Linked DNA regions of Mus musculus: regions 1, 2, 3, 5, 6 and 7 are each linked to region 4. A link is a contact called in public ChIA-PET, HiChIP or PLAC-seq and promoter capture Hi-C data. All regions are on one chromosome and are shown on one strand. The core of a region is the stretch at or near the end of the contact, and the rest is flanking DNA. Distances in the headings are between cores, read along the strand shown. Region 1 overlaps Gm12992 (predicted gene 12992). Region 2 holds the start of Tinagl1 (tubulointerstitial nephritis antigen-like 1). Region 3 overlaps Ptpru (protein tyrosine phosphatase, receptor type, U). Region 4 holds the start of Laptm5 (lysosomal-associated protein transmembrane 5). Region 5 holds the start of Srsf4 (serine and arginine-rich splicing factor 4). Region 6 holds the start of Spocd1 (SPOC domain-containing protein 1). Region 7 holds the start of Serinc2 (serine incorporator 2).

Region 1 (3,685 bases), core at 1,139-3,638, 990 kb after region 4:
TGGGCCTTCTGAGAAGGCAGCCTCCCTCAGTGGTAAAAAGCACAGGCCATGTGGGTTTGACTAAGTGGTAGTTAAGCCCAGCAGTGATGGTGCCCAGAGGAAGTATGGGGAGGAGCTTGAGTGCAGGGGGCGGGGTCTGTATGGGCAGCACAAGACGTCAGGCCAGGCGGTGGTGGCACACACCTTTAATCCCAGCAATTCGGTGGCCAGTCTGATCTACAGAGTGAGTCTCAGGACAACCAGGGCTACACAGAGAAACACTATCCAAAAAAAAAAAAAAATGTTATGGAGTGTGGTCAGGAGAGGGTATAAAAGACCAGTGAGACATGGCAGTGGGAGATTTGGATGGCCATTCTGAGCTCTTGGAGAAGTAGGTGAATTGGGTCAGATTGGACCATGGAATCCCAGGACAGACCAGGCAGCCAAACTAAAAAACCTCCCAGACTCTTGAACTCACCTTCCCTTTATCTGGGTTCATCAGTGCAGCATCCTGACAAGGATGCTAACACGGCTGCTTCTTATTCTCTGGGAACGTAATGTGCAAGGCGGTGGCGTTCTCGGCATATGGGTTCGTCTGCACAGTCCCCATGGGATTCAGCATTTCTTCCAGCTCGTCAGGAAACGAAGACCAGCTATGCAATATGACGTCTCCAGACCTCAGCTGTCCTTTGAAGTCAAAAACCATGGTATTTACCCATGCGACAGGATAATGCACTTTCCCGGCTTTCCTGATGGTCTGATACTTAGAGGGATTAATAGTCTTTGTTGATTTCTTCGTTTTTACTTTATCCAAAACTGCATAAACAGCAAAACATAATCGAGCCATTCTTGGTAAGTCACAAATATTAATATCAAATTCCAGTTGTTCATTCCAAATATGGTCGTTCTTTCCTGATATCTCTGAGCTTACGACGGTTTTACACAGGAGCTCGGTTCCGTGAAAAAGCCCAGCTCGGACATGAACTTTCACAGTTTCTTCTGTATTAAGCTTATTTCCTTTAACCAAGGTAATTTGGAAAGGGTTGCATCATACATGTGATGTTCCATCAATCCTGGAGGGCTCCTCACTTTACCCTGTAAGAATGGGGATGTGGACATTTTATATTTCCATTTAGTTTTTTGTATGAATGTTTTGTTTTGGGGGGAATTTTTTTGTTTGTATTTTTTTTCTTGTTTTTTTGTTTTCGAGACAGGGTTTCTCTGTATAGCCCTGGCTGTCCTGGAACTCACTTTGTAGACCAGGCTGGCCTCGAACTCAGAGATCCGCCTGCCTCTGCCTCCTGAGTGCCGGGATTAAAGGTGTGCGCCACCACGCCTGGCTGATGATTTTTTTTTTTTTTTAAAGAAGAGTTTATTTTATGTATATGACTACACTGTAGCTGTCTTCAGACACACCAAAAGAGGGCATCAGATGATTGTGAGCCACCATGTGGTTGCTGGGAATTGAACTCAGGACCTCTGGAAGAGCAGTCAGTGCTCTTAACCACTGAGCCACCTCTCCAGCCCTGTATGGCTTGTGTGTGCCTGGTGCTACAGAGGCCAGGACCTCCCTGAAACAGGAGTTACAGGTGATAGTGAGGCACACGGGCTGGGTACTGAACCCAGATCCTTGGTAAGAGCAGCAAGTTCTTTGAACTATCTCTGCAACTCCTAATTTTTTGTTAAAAATTCATATATTTAACTCATAACTTTTCCATCTCACAATGTAAGCTTTGTTCCTGTTTGGCTTTGTTTAAAAGCCAAAAAGTTACATTTCTCCAGTGAGCTCTGTGGTGGACATTGGGAATTTTTAGTCATGGATTCTAACTGCTGATCTTTTGGGGCAACCATATGAAAATTCTGTATGCACCCAGGTCCCTGGTGGTGGGCTCTCCTGGCATTCTCATAACAGGAAGCTCTGAATAAAGACGCCCAAGCAAGATGTGAGGTGCCCTCTGTCTGCAGTGGAAGACACAGACGCTCACGGACATTAACAACATCTCAGAATCTGTCGTCGGCCCTGTTGCAGCCAGGGAAGCTTCATGCAGCAGCATTGCGTGCAGAGAAAGACCTGCTCTCCAGCCCTGATCCTATGGAGTGGGTATGCATGGGTGTCCGTAGATAAAGAGGAAAGCCTAAAGGTGGAGTGCTTCAGCCAGCGCGGCCCGTGGCAAGTGAAGGCTGTAGAGCTACTCTGGTTCTCCTGTAAGATGCTCATCTGTGATAGTTACATAAAGACGTGACGTCACAGCAAGTGAGAGTTAACAATTGAGATTCGAGTCCTCAAGTCAAGCAGGATTGCCGTAGGACTGAATGTGCGTTCCTTCAAAAGACCTGGGGCTGGCAAGATGGCACAGTGGGTTAGGATGCCTGTGTGCATTTTCGTTCAATCTCCAGATTTCCACAAGGTGGCAGGCCAGAGTCCGCTCTCAAGAGCTGTCCTCGGGTCACATGCACCAAGCTGCATGCACACTCCTGCACTCAACCCTTTTCTAAGTTCTAAATTACTGGATAGCAATGGCTCACACCTGTAATCCCCCCACTTGAAAGGAAAAGGCAGGCAGGTCTGAGACCTTGTCTTAAAGATAAGAAGAGTACAACATGATCAGATGACCCTGCTGTGCATAGTTTATTACATTTACTAGTTTTGTGTGAGGAGAATCACTTCTCCCCTCCACGTTGAGCCGTGTGGGCTGAACCTCAGTCACACTACTTGGCAGCGGGTGGTTTAGCCCACCGAGCCATCTCTTTGCTTGCTAGGGAGATTTTAATTGCCCTGAAGATTTAATAGAAAGCCTGCCCAGTAGTCCAGCTGGCCAAGCCCAGGTCACCCACAATGGCAACAACAGGGCAAAGCTTGTCCTCATCTCAGTGGTGAGACTTGTGCTCATGACTCCCTAACCCCAAATATGCAATGAGGATTGACACTGCAGTCTGCTCTGTCGTGCTGAGCTCACACATGCCTTTTTCCATACCAGGCCTCTGCTCCCCACCGCCCCACGGGGGTTAGAGAATGGGAAACAAACAGCACTGACACGCTATTCCAACACTAGGTCCCATAGTGTATGAAGGTAGTCAGGGTGGATTGAAAAGGCAAAACCCAGCTATGTGTTATTTATAAGAATCCTATATTCTATAAACCATAGAAGCTGGGGTGTGCAATTAAAAATACTGGCCTGGCATGTGTGGGCCCTGGGCTTGTTCCTCCTTACCATAATGTAGATTATTGAAACAGACGCTGAATGTAGGGATGGTGGTATGGGAGTGAGTTGACAAGCTAGGGGCTGGGCATCATGGGCAGCCCTTTAATCCTACTACTGGGACAGTGGAGGCAAGCAGATCTCTGAGTCCAGCCTGGTCTACACAGTATGTTCCAGGCCAGCTAGGGGTATGTAGTGGATCCAACTGGATCTGACATTTTAAAAAAAGACTTCATCCAGGGCTGGAAGGAAGGGCTCAGCAGGTAAGAGTACGTATTGCTCTTGTAAAGGAATTTGGTTCCCAGCATCTCAGTCTGCAGTTAAGTGCACCAGCTGCTCTTTCAAAGGACCCAGGTTTGCTTGCCAACACTCACCGCATATAACAATCTATAAAGCTAATTCCAGGGACCCATCCCTCCCTCCTGGCCACTGTACACTTACACATTAGCAGTTCTCAACTTGTGGGTCATGAACTCCTTGGGAGTTGGCTTAAGACCCTCAGAAAA
Region 2 (4,033 bases), core at 1,019-3,518, 740 kb before region 4:
TGGCTGATGGCCAACGCAGTCATCCCTGACCCTTCATCCCGCCCAGGACAGCGGATGCTGCAGAGGTTTCCTTCCTGGCGTCCCCTTGGACTCTCCTGTGACAGCAAGCCCAGCTGGGAAGGTGGCCAGCCCAAACCAGGAGGAGTGGAGAAAAACTTCTGGCTTAGGTGTGGCCCCCAGCCAACCTAACGATGGCTGACCACTCCCAGGCTTGTGACTAGAATCTTATTATATGAGATGGCGTGGTCAGTTTGAAAGTTTCCACATTACAGATGAAAACACTTGAGGCCCAGAGAACAAAAAGAACTCATCCCTGGGAAATGGGTGATAGGGGTTGGGGCCAAGTCTGTTTGCCACATAGCGATCAAATTGAGTCCACCCCAATCTCTCACACTCACCATCGATTGCAGTTGTCCCAGTAGGTTCCGAAGACTGGGTAGATCCGGCCCCCATGCATGCACCCTACCAGAGGGAGAGAAGGAAAGAAGAAATGGCTAAATCCTCGAGGATTTTTTTTTCAGTGTTGCTTGAAAGAGTCAAGTAAGACTACACGAGGGACTTCAGGAGGAGCAGCCCCAAACCTCCCGAGCTGGTGGTAATCACACACCAATCCCAGCCCAACGAAATCTAGAGACAAACTACATCCCAAACTACATCCTAGAACATCCACGGGTTCCCACACAGGGTGCCACACACAAGCTGTTCAAGGACTCCGTTTGGGTCCATGTCGTTTCACCTGGATGCCAGCCATGACATTCCTGGTACCCTTTGTCACTCAAATGAGTTGGGACTTGCCCATGGGCATGGAAGGAGCTTTAGGAAAGAAACTGAAGCCCAGGTAAGGCAAGCAACTCCTTTTAAAAGGCCCAGCATTTTGATATAAAGCAACTAAGGCATGGGTTTTCCTTAGCCCAAAGCCCAGCAGGGTTTGGGATGCGACAGGAAGGACTTCCGTAGTTCTCCTACTGGGACAGGGAAAGGACACGTGCAGGCCATTCTCAGAGGTGCTGAATCCTAAGTGAGGTCTCTGGCTATGACAACCTGGCTGGGCCCTTCGTGCTCTATCAGCCTCAGGATGAGTCAGCAGGTGGGGCTGCCACCTTCCCCATACTGACTGAGAGATAGTGCTGGAGCCTGTCTGCCCTGCCCTAGGGCCTAACAGGACTATTTTTTTTCAGTGTTGCTTGAAAGAGTCAAGTAAGACCACACGAGGGACTTCCAGAGGGGCAGGAAACAGGGTGAGGATTTCTTTTCTACATTTTTCAAAGCCTGGAAATACCCATTATCAGCCTTGTTCCTGAGCCTCGTTGGGACTGGGAGTGACAAGGTGGCCGCTCTGCTGGCCATCTCGGTGCCCACCTTGGACGGGAGGGAAGGGGGGTGGAATCCCGAGGCAGAAGTCCCAGAAGTCGGGGCAGCAGTCAGAGACGGTGCGGTTGCAGAAGAGGTCACAGTAACAGGTGGCTCCCAGGTAGGGCAGGGCACACTCGTCAGCACGGCCTCGACAGCACATGTCCTGCTCTTGGCAGTATCTGCCACCGGCGTCCCGGATGCCCCGCAGGTGCAGCCCTGGCGCCAGCTCCCTGCGCCAACGACTCCGCCGGGCCTCCAGGGCAGCCTGGCCAGCCAGCAGCAGCAAGAGCAGCCCCAGCCAACATCCCCACATGGTGCCTCCTAGACCCGAGGAGAACAGAGGTCAGGGGTCAGAGGTGTTGGCTTCTGGAGACTCCCTAACAAACGTCAAGGGTGGGTCTCCCTTCACACGTCCTGGAGCTTTCCTAGGAGGCTCAGCAAAGCGGGGAACCCTGACTCCCGAGTCTCCGGGAGGGAAAAGACAGCACTAGATGTCAGTCCACTCATGGGACAAGAAGTAGACCCCCCTCCCTGACCTGTTTAGGGACTGTCATGGACAAGGAAATGGGACCTTGACATTTCCAACACGCATTCTCCTCTCCTGCCCTTGGTCCCTCTACCTCTCTGACGCATCTGAGTTGGATTGTTGACTCTGTGTTTCCTCCTTATGCATGCCCCCGCCCTTCTGTCCTTGTGTCCCTCTGACCCTCTGCTCTGCGTCCCTCTGACCCTCTCCTCTGTGCCTCTCTGCCCTGGGTCCTTCTCCCTCAGTGTGCCCCCTCCTCGCTGCTCCTTCTCTCAACACCCTCTACCCTCTGATCAGGGAGAGTCCCTACCTGGTGAGGGGTGTGGGCTGGACCCAGGCTGCCCTGCGCGCCTCCGCCTCCAAGCTCGAGACTGCCAGACCGAGTCAAGTGAGGAGCGCAGGGCGGGACGCTTTTTGTACCGCCCTGCCGGCAGCACCCGCCCCAACCCCGGACTGTGGGAGGGGAGGGCGGGGCCCACTTGTAGGTACCTGGAGTAGCCCTTAGCTCCGAGGGAACGGCTTAAGGACAATGTGTACGCGACTGTCCTCCTTGAGGGATCTCTTGTCAATGGAACCCTCTTCTTAGGGAGCAGAACTGCAACTCACGGAGAAAGAATTGTGGACTGATAGTAGGAAGGACTTTCCCAGCGATTTTACGAAGCTGAAAACGTGAACAGAAGCGGGCGAGGAGGCAGCTACGATCAGAGTTCAGGACTTGATAGGGACCAAGAGCTAGGGGCAAAAATCTCTAACCCCCCCCCCCAACCCGGCCCTCCAGGAAGAAAAATAGCCAGGCACATCCTTGACCCAGTGACCCTGGGCTGGGGGCCACTCCAAGCCACAGCAGCTCCCAGGAATGACAGGAATTCCCAAGGGATGATTCAGGAAGCTGCCTAGGCTCACGGAGCTCCGGGCAGCTCCTCCCCAGGAGGTGGGTGCGGTGCGGAGTCTGAGCTTACCCAGCCGCCCCTTGTGGGGTCTGCCCTCCCCCAGTGATGGGCACCTTGCCCAACACTGCCCCCTCCACCAGGCCCAAGGGCATCCTTCTTGGCCCAAGGTCCCGTGGCGGGCCCCACATCAAGGGCCCTGGCAGCTGGGGCCCCCTGCAGAGCCCCTTTCCGTTTCTGGTCTAACCTTTGCCTTGCCCTCACACAATGGGGCTTCTGTCCCTTGAGGCCTTCCGGCTGTCACTTTGTGCCTCCCCATTGTGCAAGCTCCTTCTTCCAACAGATTGGGCCCAGGGCCAGAGGACTCTCTAGGTGGAGGAAGGACACCACACCTAGACAGTTATCCTAGCCTTCTCTGGGGCAAGCAGGAGCGCGGGGATTCTCTTAGTTCTCCGAGACACCTCCCCTTAGCTGTCACTCTCTGCAGAGAGCAGTCAGTACAAGGGATTCTTGTGACCGAGCTACCCCCTGCTGTGAGGCAAGGGTGGTGAGGCACCAGGGGGTGCGGAAGCACCCAACATACAGACCTATCCATTCGTACTCTGAAAGGATCTGAGAGCACGAAGCCTAAAAGATAAACTGAGGCTCAAGAGAACAGACAAGGTCTGGATGCAGCTTCCTTGATAGAGTGCTTGCTTAGCGTGTACAGAGCCCTGAGTTCGTGTTTAGCATCGTATAAAAACTGTGGGGCTGGTGAGAATGGCTCAGTGGGCAATGGGGCTTGCCACTATACTGACGACCTGAGTTCAGCCTCTGGAATCTAGACGATGGAGAGAGAGAATAGAGTCCACAAAGCCATCCTCATAAGTCTAATGCACACAGACTGTATGTGTGCACGCATGCACATACACACCACACACACACACACACACACACACACACACACACACACACACACTTGTGCTGTAGCACATGTCAGTATTCCCAGCACTCAGGAACTGGAGGCAGAAGGATCAGAAGTTCAGGTGTGTAGCCTGTTCAAAGCCACCTTATGCTATGTGAAACCAGGAAGTGGGCGTGGCGGGGGGTGGGGGGCAGGGCACAAGTGAGTGCAGACTTATCCAAGGTTCCACAGCCAGAACACAGGCTACCCAGTGTATTCTCTCTCCTGAGGCACCCTTAGTCATATGACAGGTCTCAAGATCCTGCTGGCTGGGAAGCCCCCCCTTTCCTATTCAATCTCGATTCATCAAATCGAAAGGCAGAT
Region 3 (3,716 bases), core at 906-3,405, 910 kb after region 4:
CATGGAAGGGAGGGAGGACTCTGCTATTTAAAGCAATTGCTGCTCTTGTAGAGATCCTGGGGTTCAGTCCCCAGGAACCACATCAGGTGATTCACATCTGAGAGTGTAACTCCAACTCCAGGGGGCACCCAGGACTCTCTTCTGGCCTCCTCAAGTACCTGAGCTCATAAGTGCACATACTACAAGCACAAAAGTGCTTGTACACAGTCACATATGCTCGCACACACACACACACAAACCAGCAAAACACTATAAACTGTCATGCATGGTTCTGTTGTATAAAACATCTCCAAAAACTAAATCAAGAGAGATAGAAAGTAGACTGGTGTTTGACTGGGGCTTCAGGATTAAGATGAACTGGGCGAATCATTAAATGGCATAAGGTTTCCACTTAAGAGTGATGACATATTCCAAAACCAATCATTAATAGTTGTGCAACACCAGAGATACTTAACACCTCTAAACTGTAAATTTTAATGAGTGACATGTACGAATGCAGATCATACTGTAATAAATCTGTTACAAAAAAAAGTGATTCCAAAAAGATTATATACTGCATGATGTCACTTATGGAACATTCTAGAAAAGAGAAAACTCTAGAAATGAAGGACTGATCTGTGGTTACCAAGGGGGTGGGAGGAGGAAGAGAGATGTGGGTATGGTCTAAAACAGCAACAGGAATTATCTATAGCAACACTGAGTGCTTGGGCTTCCCACTGTATACACAAACCTACACCGGTGATAAATTACACAAAACTAATTACACATACTGGGGCACACAAACACCAGAAACTGCGGGAATCTGTTACAATAGCTATGGAGTCTGTGGGCTTCATTTTGTTGTTACACATTTTTGTTACATTGTATACATTATTTTTCAGCTGCACATCTGGCTTGGGGAAGGGGGCACACATCTGGAAGTCAGAGGACATCTTCTGAGAATGGGTTCTCGCCTTCCACCCTGTGAGTCTCCATACTGACTGGGTTGGCAGCAAGCACCTTTTACCAACTGAGCCATCTTGCCAGCCTCAGATGTCAATCTTCATTGTAAAATTAAACCATAGTTATCTAAAATGGAACTGCTGTGGAAAACATTATAGAGTAAGGAGGACCCGCACATGAATCTACATCGAGAATCTACATTTCTCACTAAGAAAATTCTAGAAACAGCAGCACACTGACATCACAGAGAACCCTGTCCGTTTCTCTTATTAGTCTTCTGGGTGCAGGTGCATCGGGGTCCTTAGCAACAGCTACTTTATCCTCCGAAACAAGGGAGAACTGACTTCTGACTCAATGCCAGATCCAAGGAATCCAGCCAAAATCCATCACACACAATTTTTAATTGATAGGGTTTAAGGATTGTTACCCAGCCAGTTAAGAGTTCTGGTCCCATCTCTGCCGCTTACTGGCTTTGTGTTCTTTGCCCAGTCGCCTAACATCTCTGTCTCAGTCACCTCATCTGTGAAGTAGGTATGACAACAACCTATCACAGGGCTCTGGTAAGTTTCGTGGTTTGTTTTCTTGGTCTGTCTTTTTGTTTTGTTTTGGTTGGCGGGGGTGGTATTGTCTTTTTGTCTCTTTTGTTTATCTGGTTTTATTTTTTTGAGACAAGCTATGGAGAAATAGCCCAAGCTATTTTATCTATGTGTCAATAAATGTGTGTGTGTGTGTGTCGGGAGGCCTTGCTGCCTCTGTGGAAGAAGGCCGTCCTGCCACTCACCTGCGCACTTGGTCCGGCTGATCAGTGGTGGCCCAGGGCGGCCTGTGCCTCCATCTCCCGGGCGTGTGAGCAGCACGCTGATTTCATACTCAGTGTCTGGGTCCAGATGCCACAGCTTGTAGGTCTGCAGGTTGACAGCGTGCACCTCGGCCCACGGGCCCCGTGCCATGCGGTACTCGATCTCCTTGCGCACGATCGGCCCGTCGCCAATGATGGAGTTGGTGTTGAGCTGGATAATGAGGTAGGTGGGGCCTGCACGCAGCAGCTGTGGGGGCGCGATGGGGGTGGGAGGCTCTGCGACGATATGCAGAAGAGGAGGAGCCTACTAATGCCACCATGTGGCCCTAGAACTCCATAACTCAGCCACGCCCACTCCGAACTCCCAAGTTTAGGCCTGGGGGATCCCAGCACACTCGCTGGGTTAGCACCTGGAAGGCGCATAGGAATTTAGGCCCGGGCTCCCTGTATCCTTCTCTCACGCGGCCAGCCCATCCCTCTGCCTGGCAACACTGTTCAGGTCACAGCTAGAAAATACCTCTAAAACCTAATCCTCCCCTATCACGAGACTCTCTCTTTCCTCCCAGGTCCCTCGAGCTGCTATCAAGCGTTCGGCTAAATCTGCTGTGCGACCTCCCAACAAGTCCTCCAAGGAGCTAGCTCCATGCACACCTCTACACGGACTCCGCCCTATCCTCTCCCCACCAGACGGGCCTTCCTCAAGGCCAATCGGCTGACCTTTGACGATGAGCTCTGCAAAGTTGGAGACGCCAGCACCACGCGGGGCCTGGGACACGCAACGGTACAGATCCTGCTCTGAGCGGCCTACCGAGGCCAGCGGAAAAGTGGCCAGGAAGCGACGGTGGCTGATGTGCCGCACCCCGGCCGCAGGCACCAGCACTCCACTCTGACGCTGAAGAGAAAAAAGAGAGTTAGGAAGCAGTGTACTTGAGTCCCTACTATCCCCTGAGCATTTGAGGATCCTGGAACTGGCCTCCATCCCAGAGTTAAGGGGATGCTAGCTGGCAGAGCACAGCCTAGGGGAGGCAAGACACTGTGTATATAGGTGTATATAGATGCTGGCATATGAAGGGAGGACCCAAAACCCCAAAAGGGTACCAAGCCAAGGAGGCAAAAGGTCCTTGGAGCCAAGTCTCTGTGGGACGCTCACCTGCAGGAAGAAGTGTTCTGCCTCTGCGGCTCTGCCTGCTGCCATGCATTGGAAGGATGCGTTCTGGCCTGCATTGACCTCCACGTCCCCAAGGCGGGAGAAGTGAGGGGCCTTTGCTGTGGGAAAACAGGCAGAGCCCCAGCATGAGCTGGGCCTGCATGCCCTGCAGGCAGGAGCCAAGGCTACCCTCATCCTTATGTCTGAGTGGACTGGGACTCACCGCAGGGATAGCTGAAGAGCAAGATGTCGTCTAAGCCTATGTAGCCCTTGTGGTCTGGGGAGATGAGGGCCTCAAACAGCACCTGAGGGAATAGGAGGCCAGTTGCCAAAGCGACATCCCTCCTGACCAGCTTGGCCCCAACCCGACCTCTCTCCACCATCCAATGCCAACCCAGCTCACACAGAGCCTTACTACCATGCCAGCTGGTTCAGGGCTGTGGGCAGAGAAAATAAAATCACAGTCAAGGCTAGAAGTTTCATCCCTACTCTTGACAACTCCCTCAAAGCAGCAGATTCATCTAGTCGGACAGAATCTCCATTTGAGTCCTGTTCCAATTCACCCTCAATAGTGGCCATCCTATTAACAATGACCTCTGACTCTGTACCCACACTGATGCAGTCGAACTCCAAACTCAACGCCAGATTGACTCCTGATGCTGAACAGCCTAGTCTGACGTCAGGGGTGGCCTGCCCCTGCCCTTACCTCCAAGCCCCAGCAAGCTGACCACTGACTAAACCCAGCCCACCTGATACTCATTGGGCCAGAAGGTGCTGACAGCCAGCTCAGCCTGGTGCCACTGACGGCCGTGGGATCCGGTCATATTC
Region 4 (3,798 bases), core at 668-3,167:
TGCTGCTCTCCTTACCCAGCTGGAAGTTGTCAGGATTCGAACCCAGGCTACGAGTCCTTTTATGTCAGGGCTCAGCAAGACTTTTGAAGAAGAAAGTGACTTTCAAATGAAGTATTGAAGGGATGACCAGGTCTGCCAGGAGCTTGTGTGTGTGTGTGTGTGTGTGTGTGTGTGTGTGTGTGTGTGTAAGCCAGGTGTTGACTCTGAGTGTCTTTCTCAATGGCTCTCCATATTAGTTTTGGAGACAGGTTCTCTCACTCAACCCGGAGTTCACCTACCGGATTGCAGATGGGCCACCTTACCAAGCCAGCACACGTGTGCTGGGAACCTGAACTCAGGACCTCAGGTCCTCAAGCTTGCTTGGCAAATACTCTATCGATTAAGCTATCCCCCCAGTGCTCAACCTGCCTGATTTTGTTGCCCTGACAGGACAACTCTTTTCAAGATGAGTATGCTGGGGGCCGTTTCTAATCTCTCCTGGGGCAAAAAATGCTGTGGTGTCCAATCCAAACTCCACAGTGTCACAGGACACCTGCTTGGGGCTTCCCACAGGTCTGAGCAAGGGCTTCTTGTCCCTTCCTTTATTGCAGCGTGGGTCATTTATCCCCTGAGACATCAGGGAAGAGTCTTAAGTCAGGGAAGAGTCTCAAACTTACTAATTCCAACGTTTCTTAGAGAGTGGGGAAGAACGCACAATCCCAGGTTTCTGTCTCGAGGGACCCTGCAAAGCGGGTTCGGCCAGGGGTCTCCCAGATCTCCTCCAGGGGTTACAGACCACAAGAGAAAGAGCCTATTACAGGGGCCTGGTACACACTCATGCCTATGGCTTCCCATGTGACAATTCTTCAGAGCCCAGAGTGAGGAGGAGATGGAGATGTGTGAGAAGCCCAGCTTCAGGGAGGGCCTCTAGGGCAGCGGTTCTCAACCTTCCTGGTGCTGTGGTCCTTTAACACAGTTAGTTCCTCATGCTGTGGTGATCCCCACCCATAAAATTATGTTTTGTTGCTACCTCATAACTGTAATTTTACTTCTGCTATGAGTTGTAATGTAAATATCTGATATCCAGAATATCTGATATGTGACTCCCATGAAAGGGTCGGCCGACCCCTGGACAGGTTATGATCCACAGGTTGAGAATTACTACTCTAGAGGCAGTTGGCCTCCGTTCCAGTTCCCACTCCTTTTTAGACTATCTTGGTGACTGCAAGGGAGAAATGGCTTCATCCTGTGCCTCAGTTTTTTCATCTGTGCAATGGGGATAAGAATAGCACCTCCTCCTGGGAAGTGACAGTATTCGCCTTTAATCCCAACACTTGGTAGGGAGAAGCAGGCAGATCTCTATAAGTTTGAGGCCAGCCTGCTCTACAGAGTGAGTTCCAGGACAGCCAGGGCTCTACAAAGAAACCCTGCCCCCCCCCTCCCCCCGCAAACCAAACCAAATCAGACCAGACCAAACCAAACCAAACCAAACCAAACCAAACCAACAGTCCCTCCCTGGAACAGCCCAGGTAAGGAGCTAAGCTTCACAGGATCTCGAAGGAGCAGTTTACTGACAGCTACTGTTTTTACAACCAGACACATTTGAGTTTGAATCCTTCCATTAGAACTACTGTTTGATTAGGGACAGATTTCCATATCGGATTCTTTTTCTAGAAAAGGGCTTCTAGGGCGGTGTTCAGCATCCAGGAAGCAGAGTGCATATAAATGCGGAGCCCAGCCCTGGTGAAGCATTGGAGCCCCTGGGAGTGGTAGATGCCTCAGTCGGGCTCCCTGTGACCCCCCCCCCCCTTCCCTCCCCTGCAGCTGCTACAACCCAGACTTACAGACCTGGCCCCTACCGTCTGAGGGCAAGGCGGAAGTGAGGCAGGCAGCCTGTGGCTTCCTCTTTTTTGTTCTGCTGTGGGCCCAAGACTCCTTACTCAGAGCCTCCGAAGAGGGGACTGCGCACCATGGCCTCCCGTGCAGCGCCGGTCAGACAGACATGCTGTTGTTTCAACATCCGAGTCGCCACCATAGCCCTGGCCATTTACCACATAGTGAGTATTGGGGAGTCTGGGGTGTTTGGTGTGTGTGTGTGTGTGTGTGTGTGTGTGTGTGTGTGTGTGTGCGTGAGGACACACTGAGACCTTCCAACTGGGGGATTGCTACCTATTACTTGTCTGTGGGACCCTGGACAAGCCCTGTGCTACTCTGGGCCTTAGTAGTTCCCTGTGGAGTTGAACAGAATAGTGCCCTTTTGGTTGTGGCTGTGCAAAGAGAAAGGCAGGCTGGCAACGGGGAGGAGTGCAGGTTGGGATTGTTCCAGGATGCCAAGCTCCACACAGGCCCGGGTGTAGGGCTTTCTGGGCCCTTTCCTAGTCTGGGGTCTGGGTTTACCTTTGGACTTCTACTGGGAACCAGCGACTGCTTCCTCTCAGCTCACAGCTCAGTCAAGCTGCCACCTTCTCCCTTCAAGGATGGCTTAAGCTTTGTGGCTGGGGAACTGCTTGGGGGTGGTGGGGGGCAGCCAGCATGTCACAGTGGCTGTCATTGTCACAGTGTGACCCCAGGTCCAGTCTTAGTGACCAGGGATAAGGCTCTCCCTTTGGAGTGGCCTAAAGTTGGAGTCTCTGTTCTCTTCTGCTGGGATTTACCCCTCACCCCCTGCCCCTGGCCACACTTAGCTCTCTGAGGCCCAAACATTTCTTGGCTTCAGTGACTCAGACAGAACCTGTGGCTAACAGCTCTCCTGGGCCTGGAAGAGCTTCCTCAAAATCAACCTAAATCCGTAGGCTGCTGCGCAGAGCCTGGTGACATCTGCTTCCGGCCACAGGCCGTGTGGCACCAGGCAGTGGTACAAACCAGTTCTGTCCTGAAGCTCTTGTGTGCACCTCCCTGCCCCCCTCCCCCATTCCCAGCCTTTGCTGTGCAGTCTCACATGACTTGTTGAACCTCTCTGAGCCTGTTTCTTTAGATCAAAACAGAAGATGAGGATGATAAGAGCTGTGTGTTGGGTGGCTGTGTGGGTGAAGTTGATATCTATAAAGCATGAGGGACATGTGCAACATGGTCCCCTGCCTTTCCATGAGTGTGTCTTGACCCACCTGTCCACCGAAAGCAGGGGTTCTCAACCTTCCTAATGTTGCGACTCTTAAATACGGTCCCTCACGTTGTGGTGACCCCACCCTCCCCAACCGTAACATTATTTTCATTGCTACTTCATAACCATAATTTTACTACTGTTATGAATCATAATGTAAATATATTTTTAGATAAAGAGTTGTCAAAAAGGTCTCAACCCATAGGTTGAGAACCACTGTTCTAGGGCCTGGCATGGGGGATGGGGAGACTCAGAGTCTGTCCTGTACAGCCTCAGCCAGCACAGGAGCTGAGAGGGGCGGTGGCACTCTGTCTCGGCATCAATTCTTTCAGATTGTCATTGCTGAGATAGCACACCATTCTGGGAAGGACGTGACAAGGGTCCTTATGCCAGCTCTGCCAGAGCCAGCTGTTTGAGCTCCTGGGAAAACCCGGCTTGGGGCTTGCTTCCCTATCTAAAGTGGAGACCAGGGGCTGTGGATGGGATCTTTGAACTTAGACGTTTGCAGTATGCTGGAGGTGGGGGTGGGTCACTAAGTGGCTTCAGTGGGGTGGAGGGGCTTGCGGTCGCTGGAACCCTTGCTCCATCTGCTCTGGTGGCTCTGCTCCTGTCTTGCAGAGAAATGTTTCCTGTCTGATTGGCTGGCATCTCAGAAGAGCATAAACATATTAAAAAGTAAATAAACCTGGCAGGCTGCATCGTGCAACCATTGGGTTTTC
Region 5 (3,546 bases), core at 1,035-3,534, 960 kb after region 4:
GACATGAAGAGAGGCTGGTTCCCTCAAGGTAACTGCAAACCAAATGGCCTGGAGGATACCTCTTCGCTGGATTGACAAACTTTTTTTCAAGACGGGGTTTCTCTGTGTAGCCTTAGCTGTACTGGAACTTGCTCTGTAGATCAGGCTGACCTAGAACTCAGAAATCTGCCTGCCTCTGCCTCCTTAGTGCTGGGATTAAAGGCATGGGCCACCATCACCTGGCTAAATCAAAACATTGATAATACGTTGAGTATTTGAGACCCAACAGCTACCATGTTACACATGCTGAAGCAGGCCCTGTGATCCATGCCTGCAACCCTCAGCACTCAGGAAGCTGAGGCAAGAGAGCTGCTGTAAATCCAAGGCCAGCTGAGGATAAGAAGTGAGACTGTCCCTAAGTCAAATGCCTATACCCTTTAACCTAGTACTCCTACTTCCCAAGTTGTATGTCTAGGCGATGCTGAGGATCAAGGCTAGGTTAGACAAGTGTTCTGCCAGAAGTATGTCCTTAATGACATTCCCATTTCCAGGATAGATACTATTTGAATATACATGGTCACTGATTGTGGCAATTCTAAAAACCAAAGGTTGGACCCTGTCTCAATTCTTCACTAGAATAGTGACTAGGTAAGTTACTGTGTATAAAAAAGTGTGTTATAAGACAAAATGGTCTTAAGTGCTTTTCATATGCTTCTGAAATGACTAAAATATAGTGAGACAAAAATCAGGTGTAAGCCGGGCGTGGTGGTGCACGCCTTTAATCCCAGCACTCGGGAGGCAGAGGCAGGTGGATTTCTGAGTTCGAGGCCAGCCTGGTCTACAGAGTGAGTTCCAGGACAGTCAGGGCTATACAGAGAAACCCTGTCTCAAAAAAAAAAAAAAAAAAAAAAAAAAAAATCAGGTGTGATGCACACCTGCAATTGACAATCACAGTTCTTAGAAAGGCTTTTACAGGTTAGTCAAAGGCCATTAGACATAGAAAGTTCTTGTCTTAAAAAAGAAAAGCCAAGTGCTGTATGGTAAATTAACTTCTAAAGGAATACTTAAGAAACTGCCTCTAGAAAGGAAAGCAGAAGATGCAGAAGAGAAAACTTTACCCAGCACATCAGTTAAAGTGGAAATGCAGTAAAGAGACTAAACCCCTCAGTGATTCCTGGGCAAAGCTGAAAAGGAACCTTTCATTACTGAGCACCCACATGCCCCAGCACAGTTCATTACATTTGGTTATTTTGGCAATACACTGGACATCTATAGATTATAATCTTGCAGGTTAGAAATTTTTTCTGAGCTGGCAGAGATGGGGTACACCTTTAACTCTAGCACTTGGGAAGCAGGCAGGTTTGAAGCCAGCCTGGTCCACAGAGGGAGTTCCGGGACAGCCGGGGATATACAGAAAAACCCTTTCTCAAAATGAATAAACAAAAAAAGAAAATAGTAATTTTCTGTCGTGCTTAATCTAACTACAAGGCACTAAACTGAACGGACATAGTTTGGCACATGCTTTTAATCCCAGCCAATAGGCAGACAGGCAAAGTTTCAGGCCAGCCTGGTCTACAGGGCTATTTCTAGGACAGTCAGAACTTTTTTGTTTAAGGATTTATTTTATGTGTATGAGTACAGTGTAGCTGTTTTTAGACAGACACCCTAGAAGAGGGCATCCGATTCCCATTACAGATGGTTGTGAGCCACCATGTGGTTGCTGGCAATTGAACTCAGGACCTCTGGCAGTCAGTGCTTTAAAAAATAAAAATTAAATCTGAGATGTAACTCAGAGATAGGGCACTTGTTAACATCCGTATGGCCCTGAGTTCGATCCACAACACCGCAAAATAATACCGAACCAATTATTGGAACACTTTTACATACCTAGTATCGACACTGTAGAGACAACCCTGAAAGTACAAGGAAGATAAAAGAGACTCAAAGATCCGAGAGAAAGGAAAATGGGCCCAAGGTCATGGATCCACTAACTTCCCACAGGGACGTTTACCGAAAACCACCCCAAAACAGAAAGTCTACCAGAGCAAAGGACAAAGGCGGGAACACCCGCTCGGCGCGCACCCGCGCAGGCACTTCCGGGGGAAGTGCCGCTGCCACGGCGAGCTCGCGAGAGGACGTGCTGCAGCTGTCGCTCACTCGGCCAGGTCCCGCCCCGCGCCGGCGCGCCTCCAGTAAAGCCCCGCCCCCGCCCCTGACCAGGCGGGAAGCGGGCGCGCGCTCCCTCCCGTTCCCCTCCGCCGGGGGGGGGGGGGTAGGGAGACGGGGGCGCGCGTTCTCGAGCTGCGTGCTCGCGTACGTCGCCGGGCTTCGGCTGCGTCCGTCCCGCCGCCCGCCCGTTACCGCCGCCGCCGCGTTTTCCCTTCGCCGGCCGCCGCCTGAGGGGGGCCGGGGCCAGCTGCCGCCGCCGGAATGCCGCGGGTGTACATCGGCCGCCTGAGCTACCAGGCCCGGGAGCGCGATGTGGAGCGCTTCTTTAAGGGCTACGGGAAGATCCTGGAGGTGGATCTGAAGAACGGGTGAGGAGGGCGGCGGAGGGGCCGGCCGGGGGGCTGACAGGGCCGCGGCTGTGGCTAGGAGGCCGCGGGGACGCGAGCGCGGCGCTCGCTGGGCGCTAAGCCGCCGCCGGCCTCCTCCGCTCCGCCATGGCGGCGGTGCCTCGGGGGCGCGGGTAGGCCCGGCTCCCACTGCGCCTGCGCGGGCGGGGGTGGTGGCGGGATAATGGGGACGGAGGCCCGGGTTAGACTGGGGCTCCGGGCGCCGGGGAGGCCTGGGTTTCCGTCGCTGGACTATGGGTCCGAGGCGGCCCTTTCCCGCTCTGGGGCTGCCAGGAGCAGATGAGGGTTCCGGCCCTCTTCTCCCCGTTCCCCAGCCTGACCGGCCAGAGGCTTCCCGGCGTGTGTTTCTGAGGACTGGAGCTCTGGCTTTTTCGCGTGCCACACTTTGGGCGGGAGACACTAGTTTTTGTAGTGCAGTGACAGTTTCGAAAGTACTGGCTTGCCGCGCTTCAAGCCTTGACCGCTCCCTTTCCGAGAGTAAATTAAAGTCCTAGCTCGTTATCTTGGGGAGTCCTTACAGAGTTTTCCACGTTGTGGTTTCGGCTCTCCAACTTGCCGGAAAATGATTGCTGTCGTAGGATTTTTTGAGTGGGTAAGGGCCATCCTGGCCAGGTCTGCGTCGGCTGCTGGTGCAAGTGGAGACACATCTCCAAATTGCCTACTTAACAGCTTTCCCCGTACAATCTGGGCTTGTATTTCTAATCTGCTTTGGCGAAGCAAGGCTAGCAGGGACTACCAGGTTCGGGGAAAACGGGTGAGTTGTCATGCCTAGAGATTGTACGAGCATCTTTTGCTTGGGAGCTGAGAATTATTAGGTAGGACTTGAAAGGCATTAAGCACCGGAACGGCGTCGGAAGCACTAAACCTTGGGTGTTAGGGGAACCCTTGGTTTTTGCTGTGTTTATTTCTTGCCTGTTTTGTTTTTTTCGACTTTGTGTTTGGTCCAATGAGACCAGTAGTAATTGACATTTGAGAAGACATACACTTTAGT
Region 6 (4,059 bases), core at 1,434-3,933, 980 kb before region 4:
CTGTCCTAGAACTCATTCTATAGAACAGGCGGGCTTTGAACTCACAGAGATCCGCTTGCCTCTGCCTCTGGAGGGCTGGGGTCAGAGGTGTGGGCCAACACTGCCCAGCAGAAATAATGTGAATCTTAACAAAAGTAAAAGAGAAGAAAAAAAAGAAATTTAATCCCAGTACTGAGGAAGCAGAGGTAGGTAGGTAGGTCTTTGTGAGTTTAAGAACAGCCTGGTCTACACACTGAGTTTAGGACAATCAGAGCTGCATAGAGACACTCGTCTCAAAACAAACAAACAAACAAACAAACAAATTTTCTATCATATATATTAATTGTGGAACAAGGAAAATACAGAAAGCAAAGGCAGAATGTTAGGAGGAGCCGGCTGCATTGTTTTTCTGTTTGACGTTGTAGAACGCCACTTTGAAAAAGCCTTTGAAAATACTACCTCTCTCCATCTTAACACTCTTAAAATAGCAAGTTGGCCGTGGCCAAATCCGGAAAACACTCTACCCGTGGTGAAGGTTAATGTCACTGGGAGCTGTCACCTGCCCCAGTAGGACGTGACAGAAGACACTTCCCCTCAGTGGCACTCTGAAGAAGGCCGAATGCGGGAGGAAGCCATTAGAGAAACCCCAGCTGATAAGCACTGTGCAAGAGGAGTACGGTCCCCCTCAACAACTGTTCAAGGCTGTGAGAAACAAGGAGTGACAAGGACACCTTAGAACAGGAGATGGCAGAGCCAAGGACACTCCAGTGCCCAAGCTGGAGCCTGGGACCCAAAGGTCACAGGGGATTCAGAGCTTAGCAGACAGCCCTGTGGCCGGCTGCTGAGCTGTAGGGAGTGTTCCTTGATAACACACAGAGCAAATAAGCAGGAGAGCAGGCGAGGCATGCACGGAGATTCTAGAAATATATACATTTGCACCTTTATTTCTTCCCAAGCTGGAAATTACGCTGAAATAAATAAGCTTTTAAGACAAACATTATCCTTGAGTTCCATACTTTAAAAAAAAAAGTATTTTTCGAATGCTTCTTAAAAAGTGGTTTTGAAATATCTAAAGCAGGAATTTAGACACATAAATCCACAATAGTAATGTGAGATTTAAAAATACCCCACGGACATGGGGTATTTTTAACACATGACTGATATTTAAAAATACCCACTGAGGGCCTGGAGATGTGGCTCAATGGGCAGAGTGGTTACCCACCATGCCCGAAACCCTAGCTCCATCCCTAGCATGGCATAAACCACTGTGGTAGTCCACACCTGTGATCCCAGCACCCTGGAAGTGAGAAGATTAAGGCTCCCATTGGTTACTTACTGATTTCTAGGCCAGTCTGAGATTCATGAGGCCAAATCAAATCAAAATTCATAAGAGAGAGAAAGCAATTGACATATTAATTAGATGAAAGATATTTTCAAATATTGCTTCCATTCTCCCATTCCAGTGTGCCTTCCTGCTCTCTTGGGAAGAGGTGAGGTGGAAGTGGCTTCCCAGAATCCCTTGCAACTGGTATTTTATTTGTTGTATCTATTTAATTCGGGGCAGGGTCTTATACACCCAGGCTGGCCTCTGAATTCAAAGGCAGAGGGTGGTGCTGGGCAGACTTCACATTTTACTTTGCTTCTCTCTCTCTCTCTCTCTCTCTCTCTCTCTCTCTCTCTCTCTCTCTCTCTCTCTCTCTGTCTCTCTCTCTTTCCCTTCCTTCTCCCTCCTCCTCCTATTTATTTATTTATTTATTTATTTATTTATTTATTTATTTATTTGTCGTTTTTTTTTTGAGACAGGGTTTCTCTTGTATAGCCCTGGCTGTTCTGGAACTCACTTTGTAGACGAGGCTGGCCTGGAACTCAGAAATCCGCTTGCCTCTGCCTCCCGAGTGCTGGGATTAAAGGTATGGGCCACCATGCCCAATACATTCAATTTTTAAAAATTAAAAAATATTCAAAAACTAAAAACTGGGTGGAGGGGGGAAAGAATAGTAAATAAAGTCACCACATGTGGGATCAATAACTAATTAATCATAAATTATAATATATATAATCAACAACTAATTATACTATTAACAATAAATATAAATAATTAATAGATTAATGGATTATTAAGTGCCATATCACTTGGTTTTTAAATTTTAAGAGCCAAGTGATATGTGCATGGGAGTGTCACCCATAGCTATGAAATCAGGCAAACAAAATCGACCACAAAGAAAAACCCCAAAGTTCCACAGAGTAGAGGGTTGAGAAATGAGAGGAAGTTTAAACTTTTCTATTTCTTGACGTTCTATTCGACTAGAAGGCACATGTGTGTCTAGATATATTGTATGCCAGACAATATTAAAATATCTAATTAGGAAAAATAATCAGATTTGAGTTTAACAATCCCCAGGGGTTTCAGACACCTCCTCCACTCTGTTTACAATCTTAGGCAGCTTTCGGCATCCGGGGGGTCTGCGATTCCTTTGCCCACGCACCCCGCACCCCGCCCGGTCGCGTGGAGGCAGAATGATTGGCACCTCCTCCCAGAAGCCCTCGGCAGGGAGCGAGCGCCTCCTGCTGGACAAGAACGCCAGCACCCCTAGGGAGCCGTTGCTGGGCACCACCAGGTCCTGCCTCCCACCCCTTGGATCCAGGACCATCTTCTCCGCATCACGTGCTTCTTCCCTCAACCCCCCCCCCCGGCCCCCCAGGAGTAGAAGGAGAAGGAGCTGTAGCAGCTCAGATGTAAGCGGTTGGAGCTTTAGGTCGGAGGTCCTAGTGCGTTCAGGGACTGGCTTGATTCAGAGTCCTGTTTATAGGAGTGGGGTATAGATAGGGCTGAGATTTCTGCTCCGTGTGGAGCTGGCTTTTGCATTTCTGGGAGAATCTCCTCTTTTCTGCTCTCTGTGTGCTTTTGGGCAGTCTCTGAACCAGCTAGGGTGAAGCGAGATACCTCATTTCACAGTGTCACTGATAAGTAGTGACTTTTACCCTTTTTCATTTAAGCAGAAAGCTTAAAGGGTAAAAAAGCTCTTGGGAAGCTCAGAGGAGTGGCCCTATCTGGATAGCTTCCCTTCTGCAGACTAGTGCGAGGAGTGGGGGTCGGGGGAGGGAGCATGTCTAGGAGGTGAGTTGGCAAGCCGGGGAGGACTACCCAGTCAGGCTTTCCCTGAGACCTCCCTCTTTTCCACATAGGCCTGTTGACAAGTTTTTAGCCAGGGCTGGTGGACAGAGGACATTGTCTAGGTTCCAGGACTCTCTGTGTGACTTCTTGGCTACTGGAAGCTCCAGAAGTCTTTGTGGTACATCACTGGACTTCCCAGATAGAGTACTGGTCTGTACAGAGGGGCCAGCAGGAATGGAAGAGGCCAGCAGCCCCAGCTTTAGACAAGCCACCACTGTCGAAGGAATGGTTTCCCCAGAGGATCCTACACTCAGCAAAGAGGGGCTCAGTGCAAAGGGCCCGCCCCCATCTCCAGTCCTGCCCCCTTTCCGAAGGAAATGCAGGAAGTGTGGAATCTGTCCCCAGGAGGAGGAAAAGTCAGGTTTTTCCCTGAGGTTTGGTCAAAGACCAGATGGGGACCCTCCCGAGTGTGCTTCTCCAGAGGCCTTTGCAGGTCCCCCAAGGCTTCTTTCTTCTAAGGACACTGAGCCTGGAGAGCCAGGTGGAAGTTGGGTGGAATGTGCTGTAGAAACCGAGGTTGAAAACATGCTCTTTTCTAAGGATGGGGTTGCGCCAGACAGCCTTGATCACCTTTTTGAATTCCCAGGGCTCTTTGGAGGCGAGCCCCTTAGTCTGGTCACCCAGGAGCCTCTTCAGAGTCCAGCACTGTACCCAGAGGTGCTGACTGAGGATTCTACAGATCAGCAGGAAGTACAGCCCGCGTTTGTGGTTGGCAGCCCTGGCACTCCACCTGACCCGGTGGGGCCAGAGGACAAGGCCCAGTCAGGGTCCAGGATGGAGCTGGAACAAGGACTTTCTGCCCCAGCCAATTCCTGTGCTAGCTCCCCAGAGCCCTTGGGTGGGCTCGATGGTGCACCCCTAGAGCAGAGAAGACCTACACATGTGAAGAAGCGGCCTTGGACAAG
Region 7 (3,982 bases), core at 1,218-3,717, 640 kb before region 4:
TCTCCCCCAGAATGTGGTGGGGGTGTGGATGAGAGAAGACACCTGGACCAAGAGTGAGATTTTTTTTTCCCAGAGGGGAATATATATCCCAGGCTTGCTTGACAATCACTATGTAGTAGAAGCAGATCTTGAAATTCTGCCTCTACATTCTTTTTTTTTTTTTAAGATTTTATTTATTTATTTCATGTATGTGGGAACATTGCCACTGTCTTCAGACACACCAGAAAAGGGCATCAGATCCCATTACAGAAGGTTGTGAGCTACTGTGTGATTGCTGGGAATTGAACTCAGGACCTCTGGAAGGGCAGCCAGTCAGTGCTCTTAACTTCGGAGCCATCTCTCCAGCCCCTGCCTCTACATTCTGAATACTGGGGTGGCAGACATGCATCACTACACCTGGCTTCAGACTCTTAAAAATTATATTTTAGATTTTTTTATGTGTATGAGTACGAGCACGCAGTGCCCGAGGGGATCAGAAAGGTCATCATGTCTCTTGGAACTGGAGTTACAAATGATTGTGAGTTGCCATGTGGGTGCTGGGAAGCCACCCTGGGGTCTCTGAGTCAACAGCCAGTGCTCTTAACTGCTGAGCCATCTCTCAGTTCCCTGACTTCAGATGTTAAACCCGACCAGGAAGCCGAGGGTCTGAGCAGTCCTGGCTGGCCTCAGCTCCGTAGACTGCAGACTGGGTGACTCAGAGCTGATCTTGGCTCTGTTCTCCGGATGGAATTCTCCACCTACGTCTCCTCCTGGGTGACAACAGCTCCCACAATGCCCACTCACTGTACACAGGAGCTGGGCGGCAGTTTCCACCTTTCATCTGCCCATATCACCAAGAGTATACCAAAGGAGGTACTGCGGTGGCCTTCAGTTCAGGCATGGAGAGATCAGGATAGAAGGATTGGCTGAACTGCCCTCACAACCCCTCTCCCAGTAGGACACGGGTAACCAGGCAAGACCAGATGGGAATCATGGTCTGTGAGTGGGAACGTCTCCCTCCCTAACCAGGAAGCAAACCCGTCCCAGGAAGGGGTATGAGCATCAGCAAGGAATAGCCTTACTCTGATCTCCTGTTCAAGCTTCTCTCTCTCTCCCTCTCTCCCTCTACCCGTCTCTCCCTCTCCCCCCCCCCCCCACTTCAGTGGAAAGAGAGGCCCAAGAGAGGACAAGAGCTGTGTCCAGGGACCCACGCCACTGCCTCCCCAGACTGAGCTCACTCTCAGAAAATGGCTACAAAGAAAACCTCTAGATGCGCAGCTCTCTCCTGGGCACCCGCTCCTAACACGCACACAAATCAGGGACAAAGGATGCAAGTCCTGAACGAACCTTCCTACAGCAGCCAGCCGCGGGAGCCCTCTCCGCCCCTCTTTGTGTGGGGCCAGAAGGGGAGGGAGCTGTCTGAAAGAGCCTCAGATTTAATGAGGGGAAGAAGGAAAAGAAAGGGGGCTGGGGAAGTGGGGGCCTCCCGGCCGGTTATGGCCGGCCGGGTCCCCTCCCCTGTGCTGGTTGCTGCCCCAAAACAGAGCTGGCCTCCCGCCTGGTCCCCAACAGTGGCGACCAGGTGGACACACGCAACCTCCCTCAATTTCTGGATCTTTCCAAATCCAAAGTTTGGCACAGGTAGTCAGTGACAACCGACACCAACCTCGCTCAAGAGCGGGATGGGGGGGGGGGGGCTCCTGCCCACCCTTCTTACCCAACCCCCATCTCCTTTCCAGCTCGAGCTGGAGGGAAAGGGTCCAGCGCTTGCAGGGGGGGTGCCCTAGAGTGAGCGGGCCAGACTGCGCGCCGAAAGAGGATGCAGACGGAGCTGGTTACGACGACGTTCAGACAGACAGACAGTGCCCGAATCCTAGAGAAGTGAACGGGACAAACACAAAAGAACAGACTAAGCCAGGCGACAGGGGCAGACAGAATGACAGACGCTCTGCCAGAAAGACAGTAAGCTCAGCGGGGCCGGGACCCTACCAGTTACACAAAGAGTCCCGCGCCCTGGAGAGAGACGCGCCACGCAACCTGGGGGTGCTCTGAGCTGGGGAGCGCGCAATGGCCGCGGGGCTCCCCGCACCCGCTGCCGGCCTCAGTATCCCGGTTCTCGGAGTGACGGCGCCAAAGGCGCCCGGCCGCGCCCCACCCCTCCCCCGCGGTCACCCGAGCCGCGACACCAGCTGTCCAGCGCACCGCGGCCGAAGCGGAGCAGCTGGGGGATGAGGATAAGAAGGGCATCGGTGGGGCCTCTGAAAGGCAAGTTTGGAGGAAGCAAAAAGAAGAAAGTACTTGGAGGAAGAAGGTAGAGAAAAAGTGAGCGGGGCCGCGGCAGGGACGAGGTGGGCACTCACGCAGCTGAGCAGGGAGCAGGCCCCGAGACAGGCCCCCATGGCGGTGAGGGGCGCGGGGCTCGGGGCACCGGCCTCGGATCCCGGATCCGGTGGGACTCCAGGCGCTTGGCTGGCCCCACCCCAAACCCATCCCCGCCCCAGCCCCGCCCCACCTGCCGAAGCCGCTCGTCACTTTCCGGCGACGCTCGGGGCCTCCTAGGACTCACCTGGGACAGGTACTGGCGCCAGACATTTCCTAAAGAGGTTGAGATGGGGAAAGTCCAGCAACGACAGGGGCACAGCCCAACTCAACTCTGAGCTAGGATTGTCTGCTGAACCAAAGCGAGGATTTGGAAATACATCTGGATTTGAACTTCATAGGAGCCATTGTGTGACCGACCCCAAATACTGTCATTGTTAGAGGAAGTAAGAGGTGGTCTTCCCTGATGCCCTTGGATCTTGGCGGAAAACCTCGGCCCAATCTATGGGTGCTCAATGGTAAATTACTAGGCAAGGGGGTGGGGGGATGGTAATGTAGCTGAGTCGGTAGAGTGTTTCCAGAGAATTCATGAAGTCCTAGGTTTGATCCACATAAAACTGGGCATGGTGGCTCTCGCCTGTAACCCAGCACTCAGGAGGCAGGAATCACAAATTCAAAATTATCTTTGGCTGCATAGCCAGATCTAGGTCAGCCTGGGTTACATGGGATCCTGCCTACGGAAAGAAAGAAGAGAAGGACAGACAGAGGGAGGATAAGGGAGGCTACTTTGCTTCTCTGAGTCTCAGTTTCCCCTATTGAAACTAAAGGTGCTAACCTCATGGGGCTGTTAGAACACACAGCAACTGCTCCATGAATAAAAGCCTGTGTCATTCCCATCCCTGTTAAGGCCCCAGATTCGTACTTGTTTAGACCCTCTCCTCTCCATCCACCTTGTCTTCAAACTCTGGACCTGTCTTGGATCACACACACACACACACACACACACACACACACACACACACGAGAGAGAGAGAGAGAGAGAGAGAGAGAGAGAGAGAGAGAGAGAGAAACACAGATAGATATACAGAGAGAGAGAGACAAATACACACACACACACACACACACACACACACTGCTCAGCACTCCACACACACACATATACACATAAGAGAGACAGACAGACAGACAGAGATACACACAGGCACACACACTCACTGCTCAGCACTGCACACAGAGAGACAGAGACAGAGGCAGATAGACATACACACAGAAAGAGACACATACACACAGAGAGAGACACATACAGAGACACACACACACACACTCTGTTCAGCACTCCTCACTCCCTATCTGTGTACAGCCATGACCTCCTAGCTAAGGAGGTCACTGGGTGAGAGGGCATCCTGGCAGGTCATCCCCAGGATCGGGTGTGAGGCGCAGCAGCAGAGTTCTGTAATTATGGTAGCTCACCCCAGCCTTCTCCCCCACCAACTCTAGACCAGATAATGTTAGGGAAGGAAGTCCATAGGTTTGGCTGGCCGCAGGGGCCAAAGATCCGGCCTAACTGCTTCCCCGAGTGATTCATACAGCACCTGGCTGAGCTGGTAATTGTGCCAGGGCTGTTCCGCAAATACCCTGCACTTTCCCTCCTCCACACGTCAGCCCACCTGGTGCCTTCCTCCTG

What was found. Promoter capture Hi-C pulls out the DNA fragments that hold promoters and counts their contacts. ChIA-PET counts read pairs in DNA pulled down with a chosen protein or histone mark. HiChIP or PLAC-seq counts read pairs in DNA pulled down with a chosen protein or histone mark.
Region 1: a promoter capture Hi-C map of the C10 cell line shows a contact between it and region 4, with 6 times the contacts expected there. The contact joins the enhancer-like site here to the promoter of Laptm5 in region 4. A contact is called at or near these places in 5 of 39 promoter capture datasets (3T3-L1-derived adipocytes, the C10 cell line, embryonic stem cells and 1 more) and 5 of 115 datasets of contacts at active chromatin or transcription factors (astrocytes, bone marrow-derived dendritic cells, bone marrow-derived macrophages and 2 more).
Region 2: a contact with region 4 is called in an H3K27ac HiChIP or PLAC-seq map of embryonic stem cells, with 4 times the contacts expected there. The contact joins the promoter of Tinagl1 here to the promoter of Laptm5 in region 4. A contact is called at or near these places in 1 of 39 promoter capture datasets (liver), 2 of 115 datasets of contacts at active chromatin or transcription factors (both in embryonic stem cells) and 1 of 9 other capture datasets (embryonic stem cells).
Region 3: a contact with region 4 is called in an H3K27ac HiChIP or PLAC-seq map of embryonic stem cells, with 7 times the contacts expected there. The contact joins the enhancer-like site here to the promoter of Laptm5 in region 4. A contact is called at or near these places in 6 of 39 promoter capture datasets (3T3-L1-derived adipocytes, cranial neural crest, embryonic stem cells and 2 more), 6 of 115 datasets of contacts at active chromatin or transcription factors (bone marrow-derived macrophages, embryonic basal ganglia, embryonic stem cells and 1 more) and 1 of 9 other capture datasets (pancreatic islet).
Region 5: a contact with region 4 is called in an RNA polymerase II ChIA-PET map of effector CD8 T cells, with 31 read pairs. The contact joins the promoter of Srsf4 here to the promoter of Laptm5 in region 4. A contact is called at or near these places in 9 of 39 promoter capture datasets (the C10 cell line, the HPC-7 cell line, cranial neural crest and 4 more), 10 of 115 datasets of contacts at active chromatin or transcription factors (the 230-238 cell line, T-cell acute lymphoblastic leukemia, bone marrow-derived dendritic cells and 7 more) and 2 of 9 other capture datasets (embryonic stem cells and macrophages).
Region 6: a contact with region 4 is called in a promoter capture Hi-C map of pre-B cells, with 2.4 times the contacts expected there. The contact joins the promoter of Spocd1 here to the promoter of Laptm5 in region 4. A contact is called at or near these places in 3 of 39 promoter capture datasets (the C10 cell line and pre-B cells).
Region 7: a contact with region 4 is called in an H3K4me3 HiChIP or PLAC-seq map of embryonic stem cells, with 4 times the contacts expected there. The contact joins the promoter of Serinc2 here to the promoter of Laptm5 in region 4. A contact is called at or near these places in 6 of 39 promoter capture datasets (the 3T3-L1 cell line, embryonic stem cells, frontonasal cranial neural crest and 2 more) and 2 of 115 datasets of contacts at active chromatin or transcription factors (both in embryonic stem cells).

Annotation. Positions count from the first base shown.
Region 1 is chr4:131,902,288-131,905,972 of GRCm38.p6, forward strand. Gm12992 (predicted gene 12992) reads right to left here. Exons shown (of 5, transcript NR_102393.1): 5 at 1-1,074. It also overlaps the pseudogene Gm12978. Among named protein-coding and RNA genes, the nearest start is that of Gm12992, 16 kb to the right of the region's middle. Within about 2 kb of position 2,389, at least 2 of the 459 cell types and tissues checked have an H3K27ac peak or open chromatin away from gene starts, as enhancers often do.
Region 2 is chr4:130,172,534-130,176,566 of GRCm38.p6, forward strand. Tinagl1 (tubulointerstitial nephritis antigen-like 1) reads right to left here and starts at 2,269. Exons shown (of 12, transcript NM_001168333.1): 1 at 2,190-2,269; 2 at 1,360-1,674; 3 at 399-462. The coding sequence starts at 1,666. Gm52490 (a long non-coding RNA gene) reads left to right here and starts at 789. Exons shown (of 3, transcript XR_003955116.1): 1 at 789-838; 2 at 1,179-1,238.
Region 3 is chr4:131,817,071-131,820,786 of GRCm38.p6, forward strand. It overlaps Ptpru (protein tyrosine phosphatase, receptor type, U), which reads right to left. Exons shown (of 31, transcript NM_001083119.2): 3 at 3,638-3,716; 4 at 3,112-3,193; 5 at 2,892-3,007; 6 at 2,459-2,633; 7 at 1,724-2,017. Among named protein-coding and RNA genes, the nearest start is that of Ptpru, 19 kb to the right of the region's middle. Within about 2 kb of position 2,156, at least 6 of the 459 cell types and tissues checked have an H3K27ac peak or open chromatin away from gene starts, as enhancers often do. A contact at or near this core is called in embryonic stem cells, where this site is marked.
Region 4 is chr4:130,911,399-130,915,196 of GRCm38.p6, forward strand. Laptm5 (lysosomal-associated protein transmembrane 5) reads left to right here and starts at 1,918. Exons shown (of 8, transcript NM_010686.4): 1 at 1,918-2,036. The coding sequence starts at 1,950. It overlaps Gm38599 (a long non-coding RNA gene), which reads right to left and starts at 2,494. Exons shown (of 5, transcript XR_001784452.2): 1 at 2,377-2,494.
Region 5 is chr4:131,871,355-131,874,900 of GRCm38.p6, forward strand. Srsf4 (serine and arginine-rich splicing factor 4) reads left to right here and starts at 2,285. Exons shown (of 6, transcript NM_020587.2): 1 at 2,285-2,516. The coding sequence starts at 2,410.
Region 6 is chr4:129,926,084-129,930,142 of GRCm38.p6, forward strand. It overlaps Spocd1 (SPOC domain-containing protein 1), which reads left to right and starts at 2,684. Exons shown (of 15, transcript XM_017320505.1): 1 at 2,684-2,715; 2 at 3,166-4,059. The coding sequence starts at 2,714.
Region 7 is chr4:130,273,119-130,277,100 of GRCm38.p6, forward strand. It overlaps Serinc2 (serine incorporator 2), which reads right to left and starts at 2,468. Exons shown (of 10, transcript NM_172702.3): 1 at 2,340-2,468. The coding sequence starts at 2,378. Gm34957 (a long non-coding RNA gene) reads left to right here and starts at 157. Exons shown (of 2, transcript XR_376686.3): 1 at 157-2,816.